2 separate regions of the Mus musculus genome follow, and region 2 is linked to region 1. The links are chromatin contacts, called in public promoter capture Hi-C maps. All regions are on one chromosome and are shown on one strand. The core of a region is the stretch at or near the end of the contact, and the rest is flanking DNA. Distances in the headings are between cores, read along the strand shown.

Region 1 (7,324 bases), core at 1,428-3,927:
TTGTCATTAGACAAAAGTAGTCCTTCCAGCAGACAGAATTTCAGGACTACAGATGCAGCTTCAAAAGGAGCCAGTTTTTCATAGGTTGCATCTGTGCCCATAAAAGGGTATGGGTGCCACTTGAGGGGAGAATTAACATCGTATAAAAGACAGACAAGACAGGCATTCATTTCCAACTTTAAAAACAAACAACAAGGGGGCTGGAGAGATGGCTCAGCGGTTACGAGCACCGACTGCTCTTCCAGAGGTTCTGAGTTCAATTCCCAGCAACCACGTGGTGGCTCACAACCATCCGTAATGGTGTGTCTGAAGAGAGCACTGGTGTACTCATATACATAAAATTTTTAAAAATCTTTAAAACAAACAAACACAAACAACAACAACGCTCAGGAAATCGCTACTTATGTAAAATAAAAATATATAGGAAAATACACAAGTAAGGTCCACCACCTCCATTCTATCATGCAAGCTTTAAATACCCTGCTGAGAAACTCCCAAAGGGTCTCGTGTTTAGCAGCCTTGAAAACTGTCTCAGAAGACAAGCTTGTCATCACTGGCCCCTGGCACCTCGCAGTGCAACAGTAAGGACTGTGAGAACAGCCAGCAAACCTGGCCTAGCAAGGTCAGAGACAGTGGGAGGAGGGCTGTGGAAACGTCTCCCTGGGTTCTAATCAAGAGAATGTTTCCCCCACATCACATTGCCTAAAATACCGCAGCGACCGCATCCAGCTCCCCCAGAGGGTAACTGCTACCAAGACAGACCTATTACGATACTCACCTCAAAATACTTCTTCTCAATTTCTGGATTTTTCCCCATTGTACGTTGTTCGTAACAACATATAATACAAGTTTCAGATCCACTGAGATCTTTTAATGTTTTCAGCAGTGGTTCCAAGGACTATTTAAAAAAAAAATACCATTTTCAGTTTATTACGTCAAGAGTTTCCTGTGATAGGAAAGGGTCAGGAGGTGAGTCAAACCATTCTAAACCAACAAAACAAAGCAAGGTTATCAAACAAGACTGGTAAACAACCCCTGACTACCAATAATTATACTGGTTTCTAGTTAAGTTGTACCATCACATCTTGCTAGACTTAAGTCTTACAAGTCTAATTTCACTTCATCTAAGTTAATGTGGTATTTAAACAATCAACTATTTATTCTACCAAAGCAAGCCTGACCCTAATGGTTTAAATTTAATTTTTGTTATTTTAATTATATGCACGTATTTGCCTGTGTCTAAGTATGTGCTAGTGCCTGCAGGGCCAGAAGAATTGATCTTCCTGGAGCTGGAGTTACAGGTGGCTGTGAACTGCCTGATGTGGGTACTGGGAACTGAACTTGGATCCTCTGGAAGAACTGTGTGTGCTCTTAACTGCTGACCCTTTTGATCATCAGTTGGCTCAAGGCATCAACTTAAAACTAAATACTGTCCAATACTGCATAAACTGATATGGGAAGAAAATCATTCCACAAGTCTAATAAAATGTTGTCACTGAGAATAACTAATTTTGGAGCGTCTCACTCTGTGCTGGCCTAGCATTCATGGCAATTGTGAGTGCTAGGATTCTAGGAGTGAGCCAACCTGCATTTTAATTAATTTCCAAAGTCACAGTTAGCAGTCAATGGGAAAAGAAAAACAAATGAACAAACAGACAAACAAACAGAAGGTATCTTAGTTTTCTAGAATATATGCAAATCGGAAAATCCTTTTAAATTTTTCCAAAAAGTCTCCAGTAGAATGCACGCAAGTTTTCTCAACCACCTCGCACAGGCAGGCCTGTATGCCTATCCTGAATTGTGCGAATGTGTTGCCTTTGATAGTTTAACTTCTCTTTACTGCCTCATCATCTATAGAACAAATATCCCACACCTGGAGGTGTTAAACCACGGAGAGCTGTGGGCTTTCGGACACACCAGTTCGACCACTACTCACCTCCTCATAGTATATACAGTCTGCCATCAATATGTAGTCTGGTGACATCAAGTCTTCTATGTCTTCACCCCTTAAAAATGTCAAACGTATGTCTTTAACTGATGCTCTGACGATTTAAAGTGTTCATTTTAGAAACGAGAAGCAGAAGGCTCCCCTCATATTAAGCAAGCGTTGTGTAAAATGCAATTTAAAGCCCATGTAAGCGATCGATTATCTTAAAAACAAGCTGAAAGGCCATACAAACCATTTCAGTACCTTGGCTTGAACAGAACCAGTCACAAGATGCTTGTTCATATCAATATTCATTTTCAGCAAGTCCTGCAGCTCTTCAAGATCAGTGACTATAACATCTGCCCTAAAAAAACAACCTCGTTGAGGTACAGGCGCAAGGCTGCACGCCGGTGACCTGATGCTGGGCGACCAGCGCCTTCCCGCCAGCTCTTACCCGAGGGTCGCAGCCATGAGCCCCACGGCCCCCGTGCCGGAGCCCAGCTCCAGCACCGAGCGCCGACTCAGCGCGTGGGCCCCGTCGCCAGAAAACCCCGGCGTCTCCAGGTATTTGGAAAGGACGATGGCGGCGTCCCACACAACGCAACCCACGCCCCCGGAGCCGTACTGCTGCAGCCGAAGCACTGTCCCATCCCGCTTCTCCAGAACCCGCACAAAGCTCCACAGCGGGTCCTCCACCTCCGGCTCCACGGCGGCCGCCATCCCTGCCCCGGCCCGCCGCAGGCTGCGGCACGCGGTAACGTCACGCCCACGCAGCACCCGTACCTCCCAGCGGCAGGGCGGCTGCCCAAGGCGCATGCGTGACTCTCAAAGTCCGCAGGAAGCAGCAGAACCTACCCAGGAGTGGCCCAGCTGCTGCTACAATGATAGGCACTTTAAGAAGCAAAGCGACCGACAGTGCTTATACATAGCTGGAGAACGGCTCACACAGAGCCGCTGGCGATAGATCTAGGCAGCTACCCAGGTCCTATCTAAAAATGGTTATATTCAAGAAGTTTTCCTACTGTGCTTCCTTTTCATATGAATGCATAAACGTGGTGGCTGGGAACGTGCTACTTGCTTTTAATGGTAAAGAAAAGTTAGTCCTTTTACATCCCACGGGGCCAAAAGATGGCCAGCAAGACCAAGGACTCACATAGTAGAAGGAGAGACCTGCAGGTTGGCCTGTCACATTGGATCTCTAGTATGAACACACACACACACACACACACACACACACACACACACACACGTAATAAACAGATGATAGCTATTCGTTCTTCTAGATTTTTTTCAGCTTTGTTGTTTTTTGTTTTTTTGTTTTCAGGATGGCCTCCTGTATCCCAAGTAGGTTCAAACTCTTCATACTCTTCACGTAGTCGAGTCGCCTTTAAGTCCAGATGCTTCCGTCTAACCTCCCAAGTTCTGCGATTACAGGTGCTCACCACTATTCCCAGCTTCTCCTTGCTCTTTGTGATGAAAAACAATATTGCAAATCTTTTACAAATTAAGACTGAGGTGATTTATTAATCTTGTTAAGAACTCTGATACAAAGCACAGTAAAAGGCCACAGACCAGTAGATAAACAACGTGGCTTTTGGCTACTTTACAATGGCTGCTACTGCACTATCAGCATAACATACATACCTTGATCACTTTGAATGATAGTATCCAAATGGCAAAGCTTTATCCTGATTAAAAAATTTAATAAAGCTTTTTAAAGTATTTTCTGTTTAAATATTACTAATCTGGAAAAACTTTTCAAAAATTTCAGTTAACACGAGATTAAAGACAGTTAATAGGTTTGACAATGGCAGTTGGTTCTTATGCCATAAGACACTTTTGTTCCAGACTTACAAATTAGTCAAATAGCAGATTGTATTATAGGCCTCAAGTCACTTACATTTATAGAGGTTATTAGCATTATCTTTAAATATATACAATATAAATAAACTGTACATATATGGCATATTAATTTTGTCTTCCCAAATAATAGGCAAATCATTAGCTAAACAATGATTAGCTAAACACCATACACTGCAAAACAAAAGGCACATCTTAATGAACACATGCCCTTCTTCTATAATCAGGTTATGTAGAACTGTTTATAATTTTAACAAAATAATAAACACAGTGCATTCTATTATTTCATTCTATTTTCCGTTTTTGTCTTCAGCAGCAAATACTGACATTTAAGACATGGTCTCAAAGAGTTTAAGAACAGTGGGTATTATTCCTAAGTCTCCTAGATGTAAAAACCAAACAAAATTAGAAGCTAGAAGACGGTCAGAGGGTTAAAACCCAGGACCACCACCCCATATCTTCTGCATCTGTGTAAGTTCATCACCCTAAAAAGGTATCTATCAGTCAGGCGTGAGAACGCCCTCGAGCGCTGGCTCCTCTCAGTGCCGTCTGCTAGCAGAGTCTACAGTGCAATACAGAGTCTTTATACTGGCCTAGGGCAGCACTGGGGAGCCGAGGAAGCAATGCTGCTGATCACCTGGGGGCTATGGTGAAGGGCTTTTGCATTTTAATATTTCAAATTCTTTCCTTCCTTCCTTTTCTCTCTTTTGTTTGTATTTTGACTTTTGAGACAAGGTTTTTTTGTGTAGCCCTGGCTGTCCTGGGACTTGCTCTGTAGACCAGGCTGCTCTCAAACCCTGAAGCCCACCTGCCCCTGCAACCAGGGTGCTGGGATTACAGCTGTGGGCCACTGCCATCCAACAAGTTTACTAATTCTTAAGAGCTTATTTAATCAGTAGCATTTCTGTAAAAAGTACTAAAATACTATGTCTTTTTGAATAAATTAAAAACCTTTACAAATACTATTCCAGTGTCAATGACTACATATGGCCAAGGTCATTGAGGAGTTTCTGCATTTTCCAGCAGAGGCAGTCTATACAGTGGCGGGTGGGAAAGCTCCCGTTTGTAAGTCTTTGGTGGCAGCTTTGGTAAGAGAGGGCTTGAATTCTGCCTTGGTGGGACAGGAGGAGCTGGAAGATGAGCAAGGCTGCTGTGACTGGAGCTGAGCAAGTGACAGCTGCGTGGAATCCGTGGAGAGGGCGTAGTGGGAGGAGTGCTTGGTGAGTTAGGACACGTGCTGACGTCTCTGAGCCAGTCTGGGTCTCTGTGAGGATGGCCCAGTGGAGGCGGCTGAAGATTAAATGGACAGTTTATAAAGTGTTCCGGAGGCCGAAGAGGAACTGGTGGAGGGGTATCAGGAAGAGGGTCTCTTGGAGGAGGTGGAGGTGGACTGGGCACAGGCCCATCAAATGTACCCATGAGGACAGGAACTCTTGGCTTTACCTTCGGAGGAGGGGGCTGTCTTGGTGGAATAGCAGGAGGGTCATCATCAGATTTCACAGCTCCCTAAACAGAACACAAAGGGATATGTATAGTCTCTTGGGAAATGTACAGGACAATTTAAAAAGACTGAAAACTCTTCTGTGAAAAGTTAAATCTGGAGGCTCAAATTAAATTAATGGGGTTTATTTATCAGGTTTCTAACTAAATTGCTTCCAATCAAATTCTAGGCTCAGTTTAAGATTTGGATATTTAAGATGTTATCCCTGAAACCTTAATACATAGAGCTCCATATTGTCTTGCTTTGCTTCCAACATTCCAGAAATGTATAAAACTTAATGCAACAGGTCAGTGAAAACAACACACTTCATAGATATGAAAGGACATGTTATCAACAGCATTTAATACCTAATTCTATTCACTGAGCATCTACTTCTGTTTTTCCCATGGTGCTTAGAGCAGTGGATCTCAAGTGTGATCCAGGGAGCAGCAGCGGCAGTACCAGGGGAGAATGAACGGCGCAGCACGGCCAGGCCCGGCTGCAGGCTGACAGCCTAAGGCTGCTCAACAGCCCACTTCTTTTTTTTAAAATATGGAACACTTCATGAATTTGCATGCATCCTTGCGCAGGGGCCATGCTAATCTTCTCTGTGTTGGTCCAATTTTAGTATGTGTGCTGTGGAAGCGAGCACAGCAGCCCGCTTTTAAGAAGTCCCCAATGATTCTTACATTTGAGAAGCACTGGTCTAAAGTTTTCAGGTTCTTTCAATAGAAATTCCACCCTCCTTCCCCAATCTGCATAAGAAAGACAATGTACTTCTGATGATTGGAAATTTTCTACTTTTTAAAAAAGTTTTTAAAAAATTATTAAACAATTACTTAAAGCATTTTTTAAACACAGCAATATAAATTTTAAAGATTCGTACAATGTGACTAAATTATGACTGACACACTCTAAAATTACTCTAAAACATGAGTACTATTCTGAAGATTCACAACTTGGCCTAATACGAGGCCCACCCAGGCCCGGATGGATGGCTACCTTGGAATTGAGAGCATCATGATCAAACTTTTTCCGAGGGGGAAGCGGAGGAGGAATTAGTGGCTCTTCACTCAGTTTGTGTAAACTTCCACATGAGCTGAAGAAAGTCTCTGGGGGAGGAAAAGACTCGCTTAGCATTCACAGTGCAGTTACAGGACAAAACTTCAATACAACTTGTGAGGACTTCTGCTACCAAAACTGTCAAATGTGTTCTTTCTCTCTCTTGGTTCTTCTGTCCTCTCCACAAATTCTAAGCTTTAGGGGACACTGTGTGCATGTGTCTGTAACCAAGCATCTACCAGGGCAACTGGCACATGGCAGTTGTAATATTTAAATGAAGGCACATTATTAAGATTAATAATGAAATTCTGCTTTGGCCCTGGAGGGGCAGTACTCACAGGTACTGAGGCAGCAGGATCATGAAGTTCAAGGATAGCCTGGGCAACTCAGTGACTTTGTCTCAAAAAAAGTATATATGTATCAAAAAAAAAAAAAAAAGAGTTGAGGCTACACCTCAGAGTGAGGCTACACCTCACAGTGGGATGCCCGCTTAGCATGTGTGAGGCCCCCTAGGTTTGATGATCTGCACAGAAACCAACCCTCCCCTAAACGTCGTTTAAAAACTAAACCAAAATAAAACTGAAAATGTGTGTCTACATGTGCACTCATGTGTGCATTTGTATGGTGGTGTATTAGCCTCCAGAGGAACACCATTCTGAGCAGAAACTATTTCTAATACAAAATAAGTCTAGTTACTATACATAAGTAAGGAATCCAAAATTAAAGTCTGTAATATAAATCTTACTGAGGGAGTCCACTATATTTTAACCAACCACGGTAAGCAGAAGTGCCCATCTGATGGATTCCTTAGAAAATTAAAGTATCACAGCTATAAATAATGAATAAATACCAATATAGCAGTGCCAAAGCATTGGGCAGTTCACTGGCACCAAGTCCAGTCTAATCAGTGAGCTCCAAGCCAGCCTCAAGAAGCAGGTGAGTAGCCCTAAAGAATGACACCTGAGGTGGGCCTCTGACCGCTACGTGCACGTGTA
Region 2 (7,324 bases), core at 2,014-4,513, 120 kb after region 1:
AAAATAAAAGACTTTGTTTATAAGTAAGCACAAGAAAACAATGCCTCAATATTTTTACCCCTTCCATTTCAGAAGGAGAGTGGGAGAGATGAGAAAGGAAACGTGAACTGGGTACTTAACAGTCCCTCCAAGGAGTCCATCAGAATGGCCTCAGAATGACACAGAGACAGATTTAGAGAAGATCTCCCCCTGCCAGCCCCTTAAGGGAAACAGCTGACATGACTGTCGCTCTGCTAATACAGAGTGGAGCTCACGGACATATTACACCAGGCTAGTTTCAACAGCTGCTCTACAGCACTGTGGAGGGGGATGCTACAGTATGAGCACCTCGAATACACCGTGGATTAGGTCTGACAACTGGCACGGACACTAAAAATATCCCCAGGGAGGACAAACACATAGGCTTGATGAGTTCAGAAGAATCTACACAGCAAGTCCAGAAAGTCTCTAATTCCAAGAAGAAAACACCAACAAAGCTTTCCTGACACCCCTGAGCAAGGATTTAGAACAACTATAGCCGGGCTACATCCTACTTCTATCCTACAAGCAGAGTCCAAGTGGACAGAAGCACAAGTAGTGGGCGGATCCCAGTGATGCAGAGCGTGCCCCGCCCGAATCTGCGTGAGTGAGTTTGATTCCCAGCACCCACTATGGGCAGCTTACAACTCCTGTAGTTCCAGTTCCATGGGCTCCAATGCCTCCGGGTTCATGTGCACATGAGACCACACCTCTCCACAGACATACACAATTAAAAATAAAATTAAAAATTTTTAAGTTGAGAAGACGAAAGGCAAGTATGTGTCTAAAGGGTTTTTAAGACTCAGTCAAGGGCTGGTGAGATGGCTCAGTGGTCAAGAGCACTGACTGCTCTTCCGAAGGGCCTGAGTTCAAATCCCAGCAACTCAAATCCCAGCAACCACATGGTGGCTCACAACCATCCGTAAGGAGATCTGATGCCCTCTTCTGGAGTGTCTGATGACAGCTATAGTGTACTTACATATAATAATAATATAAAAAAGACTCAGTCAAAGTGGCACACAGAGAAACCCTGTCTCAAAAACAAAACCAACAAAATGGACAGATGAGTCTGAAGAACTAAAGGCTATGATACAGTAGTGCAAGAGGGATGCTAGCCTCTTGGGAAAAAGAGAGCAAAGATTCTGAGGCTGTGCCATCTGAGCGAGGGCTATCACCAGCCAGGCCTCCCTCTCACATTGCCTTACCGAAGGACATCGCTGATGGTGATTTCAGGAATGAACTTTTGAAGATGCTTCACTGTTTCACTGAGAAAACAGGCTTTATACATTTCATTAACTCCATAAGAGAAATGCTGGAACACCAGGTTAATGAAGCCGCTAAGAATGAAGGAAAGAAAAAAAACACCCTTGAGATAGAGGAATCTTTTATTACTATAAAATATCTATACGTTTTAGAAAAAGTTACATAGTAAAGAAACTTTTGGCTAATATAAGGAGAGGAATTCACTCATATTCAAAATTTATAAGGAACTCGACTTCAGAATGGTAGTCTTGCTAGTGTTCAGGCTTTCTAATGCTTTCAATACACTAAAGAGGCGTCTTTAAAACAGTGCGACACTTACCCTAGTTTAGTCTGGCAGAGGCACAATATTCTAGTAGTAGTTCTTAAGTGAGATTCTGTACACATGCTAAGAAGGTCAACCTAATCCTCTGTTAAGAGCCTGCAGAGGGTAAAGCCCATACATAATTTAAAATGCTTTCCACTGGTTGTATATAAACTCTTCTGAAGAGAAAGACTGCTAAACAGACCAGCGGGCTGGGAGAAAGCGCATTTGGTAACTATGTGTTTGCCAAGCATACTCAAGAAGGTGAAGGAGAAATAGCCCCCTGGGGCTTGCTGGCCAGCTGGTCTAGATGAATCAATGAGCTCCTAGTTGAGTGTGTCTCCAAAACAAAATAAGGAGGATAATGACTGAGGAAGACACCTGGTTGGCAACTCCCCTAGGCCTCACCTGGTTGGCAACTCCCCTAGGCCTTGCCCAACCTGCCAGGTACAAGCCAAACCCCACTCTTCCTGTCTCTGTCTCCCCCCACCCCCTTTTAACCAGGCCCTTTCCCTTCCTCCAATAACCTTCCCTTTGTACTGAACTATGGTATGGCAGTGACTCCTCAGGGCAGCACCCTGGCCAGGCCCACTGAGATGCTCCCTCCCACTGCATTATACCGCCATTTATAAAGCACAACACACTTGACATCAAACTATGGCCTACACATACACATGCATGTGGCACACCCACACACATGTGCATGCACACAGGAAAACCCAAATATAAGGCTATTTCTTAGAACAGTGTCATAAGTCTATATGGTATCAACCTTAGATACACACACACACACACACACACACACACACACACACACAAGTGTATGTGCCATTTCATTAGTAAATTTTATCTAACAGCTTACAAAACAATGGTGACTAGCTTGAAATGGTCTTTTCAAAGTTGTTTCTGGTCTTTTAGTAACATTTAAGATATGAACTACCAGATTTTATTTTATTTTATTTTTGTTTTTTGATACAGGGTTTCTCTGTGTAACCCTGACTGTCCTGGAACTCACTTTGTAGACCAGGCTGGCCTTGAACTCAGAAATCTGTCTGCCTCTGCCTCCCAAGTGCTGGGATTAAAGGTGTGTGCCTCCACTGCCTAGGACAAGAAACTACTTTTATTTATGAATGACTTTGGCCTTACTTTCCTTTTAGCTAAGACGTTATTACCCTGGTTCATCAAAATCTTTTGTGAGGCAGTAAAGCATTACACTTGGAAAAACCCTCTTGCTGGTATGTACAAGGTTCTGCCTTCAATCCTTAGCATCAAAACCAAATAATCAAGTTTATGCTTATTACAGAAAGATCTTAATTGGGAATAATAAACAATAACAGTCACATAAATGAAGGTTTAGTCTATCAGAATATCAAAAACTTCTGGAGTTAAAAAAAAAACCAAGTACATAAAATCTTCTTAAAGGTGACAGACATTATTACCTTTTGAGAATTACTTCCATAACATCTCTGGCATCGAAGTCAAAGGGTCTGTAACCTTCCCGTTTAAAGGCAAGCACTGCATTAGGCCCTAGCCAAATAGTGCCATCCAACCTGGGCGTAAAGTGAACTCCAAGGAAAGGAAACCGGCTGTCTGGGACCTGCAGACTCAACACAACGATGAACGGTTAGCACAGTTCACGTTCCCGTGTACTGCGCACACAAGCATCTAACTGGTGACGTAAGAGAGCTCCTCCCACACATTTGAACGCGTCACGAGCTGTATTCAGGGAGGATTCTCTATTAACACACATCCTGTTTTTAAATGCTAGTGACATTAATATATATTGTTCCACTTATCCATCTTTCTGGGAAAGGGAGAAAAGATGAACTGTCATAATCTTGGCTCTTTCTCCTATAAGAGAGGTCTGTGACTGGCAGGCAATTCATGGCTGCCGGGAAGAAATGTACACATCTCCAGCCTAGGCCTCGGGGAAGTGAGCAGCAGCAGACAAGTCAGTCACCAGTGGAGCCTCCCATTCTCCCAGGGACTGGCTCATCAGCAGGGTAACCGCAGGCAGGAGAGCGCGCGCTCCATATACACACCCCCAACTTTTACCTCCTGGAACTGGAGCAGCCATAGCCCCCTGTTCCCAGTGCACTGAAGGCATCAGTATTCCTGCTGCTCTCCCACAGGGGAGGGAGGAGCTGGTTCTTGTACTCCAGGGTGTACTCGTGCTTTCAGAGACATGTGACCCACAGAGCAGAAGGCGGCTTTGGGAACAGACCCACAGCAGGCAGATGATATTATGACGCACACAGCCCTGAAACCCTTTCTAAAGCAGGTAAACATTTTTTATTTTCATTTCCTTTGTGGCTCCGACTAACTTGATAGTGAGAAGACAGAAGGATCATTACTTACCGGATAAATATTTCCTTTTACAAGGTAGCCCTTTTCTGGCTTTAAGACCAGGTAATCTCCCCGGAATGGGACAATTTGAGGGTCAGGATTGCAGCCACTCAACTCTGAAATACGGTCAGAGTAAAGACCAGCACATGTGACAACATATCGACACCGAATCTCCTTTCCCTGGAACAAAATAAAGACGCATGGTTAGTTTCTAAACATGAGAAAGAAAATGTGGCAGCCCTTGTCTGTGGGTGAAACCTTAAAACCCAAAACACGGGGGCTGGTGAGATGGCTAAGTGGGTAAGAGTACCTGACTGCTCTTCCGAAGGTCTGAAGTTCAAATCCCAGCAACCACATGGTGGCTCACAACCACCCATAATGAGATCTGATGCCCTCTTCTGGTGCGTCTGAAGACAGCTACAGTGTACTTACATGTAATAAATAAATAAATAAAGTGTGTGTGTGCACCACCAAAAAAAAAAAAAAAAAAAAGAAAAACCCAAAACACTACAACTGAATGAGGAATTAACAGAGGTTGCAATATAGAAGATGGGTAAAGGAAGTTTGGGTTTAATCAACAAACTATATGCACGTATGGAAACAACACACTGAATCCCATTATATAGTCCATATATGCTGAGATACTTTTCCAGGGACTGGGGGTGGCAGGCATTCTTACTGTATAGCCCTGGCTAACCTAGGCTACCCACACACACATGCACACGCACATATGCTTGTATAAAGGAATAAATAGGTCAAAGGGGAGAAAACAGATGCTAAAAAATAAGGATAAATACATATTTTTTTTTTCTGAAAGAGCAAATTCAATGTAACTATCAGCAAAACTGGACCCTCTTTTATAAAACGTACAAAAATGAATTTGAAGCTACACATAGTGGTAAATCCCTACAATACCAGAACTTGAGTGGCTGAAACAGAAGGGAGTTCAAGGCCAGCTTGAATTACAACACACCCCAAACCCCAGACCAGTTAGGGCCACTTAGCAAGCAAGATCTTATCTCAGACAATCAAAGAAATTTTTTGAAATGGAGTCAAGATTTAAATGTAAAACCTGTGACTACAGAATATGGAAGGTGCTCCCTGGTACTGGCACTGGTGACGGTTTTTGTAGAAGGGTCACCACAGACACGAGTAAAAGAAGCAAAAACGAACAAGTGGACTACACCAGACTCAAGGTTCCTGCACAGCAAAGGCAAAGCTAGAGCAAGCCATCCACCCGACAAGGGTCAATCCCGAATACATAAAAGGAACTCAAGAACTCAACGGCCAGAAAGTAAGGGATCCGATTTCAACTGGGCAGTAGAGGCATGCGTGCACCTTTAATCCCAGCACTTGAGAAGCAGGGGCAGGTGGATCGTTATGAGTTCAAGGCCAGCCTGGTCTACAGAGCTAGTTCCAGGACAGCCAGGGCAACACAGAGAAAACCTAGAACAAGACAAACAAAACTGGGGAAAGGACCTGAATAGTCACTCCTTTCAAACACATGCATACATTACCAACGGGTAATGAGAAAGGAGCTTGACCCCAGAATCATCAGAGAAGTGCAAGTTGAACCTCTTAGGACAGGGCATAGAACTGCATGCCTTTAATCCAGCATTTGAGAGGCAGAGGCAGGAGGACCTGGTCACATAGGAAGCTCCAGCCTGGCTAGTCCTACAAAGAGAGACCCCTGTTTCAAAACCCAAACCCAAACAAACAGAGCCTCAGGAGAGCCTCTCACACTTGTGGGAACTAAATCATTTATCTATGTACTACCCAATTATTTTTTATCATCATTATCGTGGACTAATTACATTCTTCCAAATTTTCCTCATTTATCTTCCAAAATTCTTTTTTTTTTGTTTTTGGTTTTTCGAGACAGGGTTTCTCTGTGTAGTCCTGGCTGTCCTGGCACTCACTTTGTAGACCAGGCTGGCCTCGAACTCAGAAATCCACCTGCCTCTGCCTCCGAGTGCTGGGGTTAAAGACATGCGCCACCACGCCCGGCCCAAAATTCTTATGTTGAAGTTCTGACCCCATTAAAAAGGCAATTAAGGCCAGATGAGGTCACATGGATTGGTCCATCTTTGTCACTACCAAAACTAGGTACACTACCTCCAGCTCCCTAGGCTCAGCCTCCAGCACCTCAAAGGCAGTAACACACGAAACTAGGAAGAAAGACCACACCAGAAACGAACCCTGACAGCACCTCGCTATTGGCCTTCTCCATCCTAAAGTATGGGAAGATAACTGTTGTTCAGGTCACTCAGTTTGTGGGGTGTCTTCATGGTGGCCTCTACTGTTCTCCCACTGTCTAACACAGGGTCTTTCAACCCCACTGCCATTTGAAGCAGGATACTTCTTGGGATGCAGGGAGGCTGTTTGGCAGCATCCCTGAACTCCACCCACCACATGCCAGCAGCCATGACCCCTTCATCTTTTGTTTTGACAAAAGTATCCAGGCACTGTTGCTGACCCCTGAGAATCAAAATAACCTCCAGTTGGTTAGTTGTTAATCTAATGTAAGCTGTTTAAAGTGATCACGCTTACATCTCAGCACTTAAGGGTCTAAGAGTAGAAGTATTACTCATAATGAACTTCTCACAAAAACAATACTTTTAAATGAGTTTTAAAATGTGTTGGAGAGTAAGCATGTTTCATTCAAATAAGGAATAATTACATCTTATTAGGTGAAACCATAGTAGTTTTGCCCCTCCCCATTTTAATTTGTCAAACCTAAGTACGGTGTAACAGAGGCAAGCCATCCTGCATCTGCTAGGCATACAGACCGATGGTACACAGCTGCAGTGTCCACTCAGTAACTGACGTCTCAGACTGCCAGGAAGCCTGTGAGCCACCAGCTTCTGCTACCCCGGCTATCCCCTAACTGTTAAGACTGAATGCTTATAAACCCGTCACGTAAGGGTGACTCTGCCCTCCCTGACAGGGAATCCAGTGTCCTATGGTTCTCGCTTTAGACTATGGAGACTGGAGGGGAACAATCTCCCACTGCATAACTGCACACTCCTCCCTCCCCAAGTTAATAAGTCAGTGTACAGCAGAGCGATAAAGTGCCTATCAGCTGGCTGGAGCCGTGGCTCAGTCCCCACACCCACACGGTGACTCACAATCTTCCTTGCAACTCCAGTTCCAGGGATCCAATGCCCTCTTACAGTCTCAGAGGGCACCAGGAACACACACCACGCAAAGACACACATGCAAGCAATCACCCATACACATAAGATAAAATAAATATTATTTTAAAATCCCAAAAGACATGCTAGAAGGGTGATTGACTGGAAGAGAAGGTAAGCAGTAGGGAGTGAATGTGATACAAACACAATAATGAAGCTCACTACTATGTAATTAATAAATGCTAACAAAAGACATTAAAAA

What was found. Promoter capture Hi-C pulls out the DNA fragments that hold promoters and counts their contacts.
Region 2: a contact with region 1 is called in a promoter capture Hi-C map of embryonic stem cells, with 2.1 times the contacts expected there. The contact joins the enhancer-like site here to the promoter of Vcpkmt in region 1. A contact is called at or near these places in 19 of 39 promoter capture datasets (the 3T3-L1 cell line, 3T3-L1-derived adipocytes, the C10 cell line and 11 more), 1 of 15 datasets of contacts at CTCF or cohesin (pro-B cells), 43 of 484 Hi-C or Micro-C datasets (the 3T3-L1 cell line, the AML12 cell line, B cells and 28 more), 11 of 115 datasets of contacts at active chromatin or transcription factors (the 230-238 cell line, bone marrow-derived dendritic cells, embryonic forebrain and 4 more) and 4 of 9 other capture datasets (adipose tissue, embryonic stem cells, liver and 1 more).

What each region holds. Positions count from the first base shown.
Region 1 is chr12:69,580,340-69,587,663 of GRCm38.p6, forward strand. It overlaps Vcpkmt (valosin containing protein lysine (K) methyltransferase), which reads right to left and starts at 2,678. Exons shown (of 6, transcript NM_001033236.3): 1 at 2,382-2,678; 2 at 2,181-2,291; 3 at 1,937-2,006; 4 at 779-898. The coding sequence starts at 2,647. Sos2 (SOS Ras/Rho guanine nucleotide exchange factor 2) reads right to left here. Exons shown (of 23, transcript NM_001135559.1): 22 at 6,270-6,379; 23 at 3,422-5,293. The coding sequence ends at 4,784. Gm24449 (a small nuclear RNA gene) reads right to left here and starts at 5,919; the gene lies at 5,814-5,919.
Region 2 is chr12:69,698,263-69,705,586 of GRCm38.p6, forward strand. L2hgdh (L-2-hydroxyglutarate dehydrogenase) reads right to left here. Exons shown (of 10, transcript NM_145443.2): 7 at 3,941-4,108; 8 at 3,022-3,179; 9 at 1,224-1,355. Among named protein-coding and RNA genes, the nearest start is that of Sos2, 20 kb to the left of the region's middle. Within about 2 kb of position 3,264, at least 7 of the 459 cell types and tissues checked have an H3K27ac peak or open chromatin away from gene starts, as enhancers often do. A contact at or near this core is called in embryonic stem cells, where this site is marked.